Regions from separate parts of the Zea mays genome. Here region 1 is linked to region 2. Evidence: chromatin contacts called from public Hi-C data. All regions are on one chromosome and are shown on one strand. Each heading gives the region's core, a stretch centred on a gene start, on an enhancer-like site or on the middle of the called end of the contact. The rest is flanking DNA. Distances are from core to core; before and after follow the strand shown.

Region 1 (3,812 bases), core at 432-2,931, 150 kb after region 2:
TCACTTCGAAGTCTGCCCGAGCTGGGCTTCGGGTGAGTCGAGGGTACGCCCGTTGCTTGAGGAGGCCCTCGGGCGAGGCGAGAATCCGTCTGGGACTACTGTTCCCGCCCGAGGCTCGGCTCGGACGAGGCGAGATCGCGTCCCTTGAGTAGACGAAGCCTTGACCTGAATCGTGCTCATCAGTCTCTGCAGCTTGTGCTGATGGTGGTTACCAGCCGTGTTTAGGAATGTTGGGGGTACCCCTAATTACGATACCCGACACATATATTGTGTCTTCTTAATCTTGAACTATTTAGTTTATAATAACATGATTTATTTCCTAAATACTATTATTTACGGTCTAAATGTTGGAGTAAAAAAATTCTTTTGATACTATAAACACTTTAAATATGGTCCTATTTCAGTTTTTAGGACTACATTTTAAAGAATTTTGTTGGAGATGCTTTTAGTTTTATAACTAAACTATATTTATATATGTAATTATTATTTAAACATTCTACTTGACAGTCAGGAGATGCCCCGTTGCTAAATTTTGATTTCTAGATGATTCAATTCAACCGTGCAGCACCACTCAATACAATACTACAATCGATACTACAGTACTCTACACGAGTGTCAGTCATTTCAGCCCTAGACTGAGGCTCCTATCGGGGTGGGCGTTAATGGGGCTTTTGCGGTCACGTGATCCTCCGCCCGTCCTCGCCGCCGCGGCCGCCCGCACGGACAGCGTCAGCACGTCCAGATCCGACGCCTCGTTCCTCCTGGCCGCTTTAACCCCCTGCTTCCGCACCGTTTGCCTCTCGTCGTCTTCATCTTGTTCCTCGTCGTTGTCCTCGCCGTCATCTACATCGTCTCCATCACCACGCGCACCGCGTAGCCGCTTGGCCCCGATTGGGACGCCGAACAGCATTGGCTTCACTTCTGGGCCGCTGGGACCTTCCCCACTGCCGCCATGCCCCTCGTCGCCGTCCGCCGGATCCTCATCTCCGCCTCTGCCTTGGTCGTCGTCGTACCGAGCCATGAGCTGGCGCACGCCGTCGCAGAGGCGCCGCGCGCGGGCCAGCTCCCGCGCCAGCCTCGCATTCTCGCGTCGCAGCCGCGCGTTCTCCTCCTCCAGCTCGGCCACCGCGCCGCTAACTCCAGCCGTCGAGCCACGCGGCGGCGACGAGGAGACCGCCGGCTCCCCGCCAGAGCTCGTGGGCGGGGACGAGAGCGGTAACGGTATCCCCGCCGGTATGCCCGGCACCGGTACCGCCGCCACGGCGCCGGTCCCCTTCCGCCTCTGTATTCCGGCGAGAAGGTGCTTCTCGCCTCTCCGGAAGCCGTCGTTGGCAAACTCCCATCTGTCCCCGACTACCTTCTTGAATCCCTGTACACAGAGAACGGAATAGACTGTTAGGCAGAAGAAGAAGAGCGGAACGGGCAAGTAAGGACTCGGGTACCCACGTAGGTGTTGAGCTGGCGGACGAACGAGGAGAAGTTGCTGTGCTTGAAGTGCTTGGGAAGAAGGTCACGGGCGAACTCGGCGGGGCGCCACACCACGAAGGCCGTGCCGGTGTCGTTCCACGAGATCGTATCGTCCGTGGCCGAGTCCTCCACCATGGCGTAAGTTTTCGTCAGGAAGGGCGGCGTCCCCGCCGCCGGCAACGCCATCAGGCAACGGAGTGCGGTGAGCAGAGGGGCCGCGGAAAGGAAAGTGTGAGGAGAGGACAGAGCGAGGAAGACGCATCTAGAAAGGTGGATTTGGGGATGAGATTAAGTTGGACCTAGGTGAGAGAAGCATCCAGCGGGTTCTAGAAGGTTCCCGACTTTCCTTGCGGTAGCCGACACGTGCGTTGTTTCTAGAGAGTGCCCGTTTGGATTGATGGGCTGAGTTACACTTGGACAGAGCCCAAATGGACACTTTTGTCCTTTATGAATATTCTTTTTTAAAGTTCTCGTACATAAAATTTTAAAATAGATAAAACTATCTCTACACATCTCTGTTCTCATATTCAAACTACACTATAAAAAAATATATAATTTACAATACAAAACAATATTTTAAATAACAATACGGCCTAATGCCGCTGCCTTAATTCTCTGTACATGAACTCCAGTTTTTATAGGAACGCGAACGCAACATCCGTAGTGTATGCGTATATCACAGAAACAATGCACGCATTATGTATCAATTTTACAACATACTGTAAATACCATCATCTGGCACTTAACGTCATAACCGCTGAATTTTTTTTTAAAAAAAAAACTGGGCGTGACTTTATTACTCAGCTGCTAACAAATTATTAGCTCTGATTACACACACGCTATCAAGAACAAGGATCAATCTGCTCCTTCCCACTTCCCTTCAGCGCACAAATACCCCAGTGTGTAGCCAAGCCACTCGTGTGAGTTGGCAGTGACGCTCTGTAGTTGCCAAACACCGGCAGCGGCGCTCAACACTACTCCAAATTCGTGTGGCGGGCCCTCATCTGGGCCGGGCTCTGACCCAAGACGCGCGCGAGCTCCAGGACCACCATCTCGAACAGCACGAACATAGCTCCCTCGTACAGGCTGCCCATCGGCAGCTTCGCCCGCGCCGGCGACCCCTCCGCCTCCGTCTCCGTCTCCGTCTCCCCCGCCCCCTCCTCGTCATCCGCCATGGTCTGCGCGGGGAGGTGTGCCACCACGTCGGCCTGACGCCGCGGGAAGTCCCCTTCGAGGCGCGCCGTGAGCAGCAGGACGCGCGCGCCGGCGCCGCGCGCCACGCCGCAGATGGCGTCGACGGTGGAGAACGCGCCGGGCCCCGCCGAGGCCACGAGGAGGTCCCCGCCGCCCGCTGGCGGCGCCGTGACGTCGCCGACGCAGTGGGCGGGGAGGCCCAGGTGCGCCAGCCGCATGCAGAGCGCGCGCATCATGAGGCCCTCCCGCCCGACGCCGTGCACGAACACGCGGCCGCCCCGCGAGGCCGCGGCCTCCAGCTCCGAGACCAGGACGGAGCGCGCGGGCGGGCGCGGCGAGGGCGCGGAGAAGACGGACGCGATCTGACCGCATATAGCGGCCGCGTCCGCCTGCTGCGCCGAGGCCGCGGCGGTGTCGCTGCCGGTCATTGTTGTCGCGCCTGTGGCCTGTGGGCTGTGGTTTATCCGAATGGCCGAATCCTCGTGGAGGATTGGAACTCGGATGGCCTGTGCCCTGTAGTCAACTCGGCCTCGGCCACTTGTTTGGGCGTCCTCAAATAGCTAGCTGATGCAGGGTGAGAGAAAAATAAAAATAGTAATTTATTTCAACACCAGTATTTGGTTCTGCATGTAATACATCTAGTTTTTTTTGGAATACGTAAAATCTCCTGTCTAAGGCTCTGTTTAGTTCCTTTAGTCACTAGACTAAAGTTTAGTCGCTAAAGTATTCCGTTTGGTTCCAGTGACTAAACCGGACTAAAGAGCAATAATTGTTGTGAATAATGACTGTTTTACCCCTATTAATTAATGAATGTTTGCTATAAGAAGAAAGTGGAGATGGCAAATAAGGTAAAAATACTACTTTAGTCCCTTTTAGTCATCCTCTTAGTGACTAAAGAACTAAAGTTTAGTCACCATGTTTGCTTCTTTAGTGACTAAAAGTAACTAAACTTTAGTCACCACAAATCAAACGGGACTTAATTGCTCGTCGCTAACTATTCTCAATTTTTCTATATTTTCTATCCACGTAGGAAGCTAGTGAAATAGCTAGCCATTGCGACGCCTTTAGCGCTGGGTAGGGACAGTCTGTCAGTATGGCACTAGTGTCAGTTGATCTCCGCTCTTACCAGTACTACTGTCGGGGTGAGATGG
Region 2 (3,473 bases), core at 209-2,708:
TAACAGAAAACAAGAGTAGACGGTATAGTCGTAAACATAAACAATTGCGGTATATATATAGTTACACGAGAACGGATTAAAACGAACAGAAACAGACGGTAACTTAACCGGAATATGCAATATTGTACAATCACTCATTAAACTATAATGTTAAGAGTTTAGGACACTGTAAATCATAACTTTAAAAGTTTAAAAATCGGCAAAAAACATATGTTTTAAAAGATCAACAACGTGTGTAAAGACAACATTTTTTGCCCGCAACCTTCATTCATAAACCCCAAACTTCTGGATATATAAGACAAGAGGGAGTACTCTATAAGGTTGTAACATGCTAACATGATAGCATCAAAGATTATGTAAGTATGCCACAGAGAGTAGGGCTAAAGGCATTACTTTGTTGTATATTATTTTATGCGCTACCTAAAATGGGAGTTTGTAAACAGCAAAAACGGAAATATCGCGGAAAAATGAGATTTTGAAAATACGGACGAAAACACTGAACCGTTTTCGTTCCTGCAATATATCATCTGTATGTGTCTCGTTTTCTGCTTTTCCCCGCAAAAACGAAAACAATCCGAGTAAAACGGAATACAATACCGGACGAAACATGATTTTCCCGTCTGTTTCACCATACCTATCTCATTCCCGATTTCAATTTTCACTTTGCAAACAATGTCATCTACACTCTGTGCCCCATAATTTTGTTCCCACAGGAATCGAAATAGGGAATTTCGCTATTAGGGGGCGAAGATGGTATTGTTAGAAATAGAATCAGTTATTGGAATTTTTTTTATCGAAAACAATATCGAAATCGATGGGACATTTTACCGACCATTTCTTTCGGTTACCGAAATTAGTCGACTTTTTTCTGAATCTAGGTCTCAAAATTTTCCGGAATTCCAGAAACCGTTTTGATTTTTTCGATAGGATTCATCGGCAAGGGTAATTTTTGAAAACAAAAACATTTATCAGAATTTTGTGAACTTGTTATATTATGAATTGTGAACTTGTGGTTATTGTAAATTTGTTAACTTGTGAAATGTGAGTATGTGAACTTGTGATCTTTGTGAATTTGTGATCTTTAAGAACTTGTCAACTTATGAATTGTGAACTTATAATCTTTACTTTATGAACTTGTGAATTGTGAATTTGTATTTTTTATGAACTTATCTTATTTTTAACTTATGGCGATTATGATCTTGTTATATTATGAACTCGTTATATTGAGATGCTTTCATATTAGTATGTTTATCAATTGTATTTAAATCCCAATCATTACCAATTTATTTACGTACCGAAAGTCCGTTTTCGAAATACCGATTTCATTTCAGTTTCAAGAGTTAACGTTTTTATTTGAATTCTCATATACAATCGTAAATGTTTTTAGCCTTTATGGACCGTTTCCGATCATTTCATCCTTATTGGTACTATAGTCTGTTCACTCGAATTCCTGGTCCCAAATTCACGTAATCTGTTGCAATGATATATTTTTTTAGTTTTATTGAAAAATAGGGAAAGGCAGAAAAAACGAGAAAAGATTCGAGTTTCTAAACCCGTCACGGCGTCTTGTTCAGAGGAATTCCATTCCTACGAAGAAAGTATTTCCTTCCTCCTGAATCCTGATCTCTCACGGAGTTCCCCTGTATGGCGACGCCTCGCTCACCGAGCCCCAGCGCCGCCGCGCGTCTCGATTCTGCGCCGCTGCTGGGCGGCGCCTCCGGCGGCGGGTCCCGTCGCCGAGATGGAGCGCTTCGCCGGCCCTCCCTCCGCGGCGCGGCGCGGCTGCTGCGTCGCGGCGGGCGGCGGGCCATGCGGGAGCCCTCGGTGCTGGTGCGGGAGGCCGCCGCAGAGCACCTCGAGGAGCGGCAGGCTGACTGGGCCTACTCCCGCCCCGTCGTGGCGCTCGACCTGCTGTGGAACCTCGCTTTCATCACCGTCGCTGCGGTCGTGCTCGTGCTCAGCCGCGACGAGGACTCGCCCATGCCGCTCCGGACCTGGGTCGCCGGCTACGCCCTTCAGTGCGTCGTACACATGATTTGCGTCGCAATCGAGTACAGGATGCGCCACGGCCAGCGCGGCAGCGCCGTCGCTGGCGCAGCGCCTGCAGACGTGGAAAGGGGCAGCGACGCATCGTCCTCATCCAGTGACGAGGATGACAGGGAGCTCGATCTCCATGGTCGCCGCACTGATTACGCCAGGTAATTTGATGGATCTGCTTGGAAAGGTTTCTAAAACTGTTTATGCATAGTACATGTACGGTAATATCCATGCAGGAGAGCGTGTTATTTCTTATCCCAACTTAAGTGGACCAATACTGGCGGGTGGTAGTGTAGCTTCTAGTGAAATATTCAGTGTGCTCATCTTAGCTATAGTCTCGCTGAATAGAGTAAATTGGAGAATGGCATTGGGATCAACCTGGACATAATATTCTGGATGCAAGGGCAAACGAAGCAGATAAAACATTGAATTGAAGTTCAGTATTACGTGCCTAGAATTTTCACTTTGGCCTTCTTTTTTAATTGGGTTCTATTGCACTTTTTGAGTCAGCAGTTTCTCGTTCCTATGATGCTAGGATTGTAAGCTACATCAATAATAAAGTAGAGTATTTTGGCTCAGCACTGAGTAGTTAAAGAGTCAAGGCAAGTATACTGGGTCCAAAGAGGCCCAAAATTCTTTTACACAGTTAAAAAATGGTTCTGTGAGTTCTATCCTAAATTTGAAGACTAAAAAGAAGGGAAATTTGGATCCATACCATTAAAAGATCACCACTTTGGATCCATACCATTACTATCTCACTTACATGTGGGTCCACATGAGTCAATGACATGTGGGGTCCATAGTATATATCTAAAGTTTGGATCTTTTAATGGTATAGATCCAATTGTTCCTAAAAAGAAAGCAATGACTAAACGATGTGAGTCTTATTGCTACACATCAATTCTGTGTTGCGTGTTCCATAGAATTTTGAGGCATAGTTAGCGATGCAAGCGGAACCTGAAAAAGTTAAGCCTATTTGAGGGCTTGCAGATAGGCCCGCTTGCATCCCTAGGCATAGTATATTTGGTAATGGCTTTTAATTTTAATATGGTCAAGAAATAATACTAAATGGACTAAGGAACTCCATTGGGATTAATGTTCTGAAAAATAAAAAATGTAGAAGATATTCACCTAAGAGATGGATTGTGTCCTATATGATTTCTGTTTCGAGATGCCAAGTAAATGATGACAGCAGCCCCAAGTGCTTCATATGTACCCCCCCTCCCCCACGGCCAGAAGCGCTCTTCGCTGCTGCTGCGTTTGGTGCAGCTCTGGTGCTAGAGGTAGTGGAGGACCGGTGTGGAAGCCGCACCAAACATAGCAGCAGTGTAGAGCGCTTCTGGCCACGAACGGGAGGAACTGGAGCCGTCTTTCGTGTACGGTGCCAGATCCACAATTTGTGGCTTCGTCTTGGGAGCTCCACCTCCAGCACCGGA

What was found. Hi-C and Micro-C count contacts between places; a contact is called where the count stands out from the background.
Region 1: a contact with region 2 is called in a Hi-C map of leaf, with 9 times the contacts expected there. The contact joins the promoter of LOC100280765 here to the promoter of LOC100284185 in region 2. A contact is called at or near these places in 1 of 25 Hi-C or Micro-C datasets (leaf) and 1 of 3 datasets of contacts at active chromatin or transcription factors (leaf).

What each region holds. Positions count from the first base shown.
Region 1 is chr10:139,740,416-139,744,227 of Zm-B73-REFERENCE-NAM-5.0, forward strand. It overlaps LOC100280765 (heat shock factor protein 4), which reads right to left and starts at 1,682. Exons shown (of 2, transcript NM_001291568.2): 1 at 1,447-1,682; 2 at 527-1,369. The coding sequence starts at 1,653. The coding sequence ends at 620. LOC103641959 (Sugar isomerase (SIS) family protein) reads right to left here and starts at 3,434. Exons shown (of 1, transcript XM_008665258.4): 1 at 2,142-3,434. The coding sequence starts at 3,089. The coding sequence ends at 2,442.
Region 2 is chr10:139,587,823-139,591,295 of Zm-B73-REFERENCE-NAM-5.0, forward strand. LOC100284185 reads left to right here and starts at 1,459. Exons shown (of 5, transcript NM_001367009.1): 1 at 1,459-2,198. The coding sequence starts at 1,645.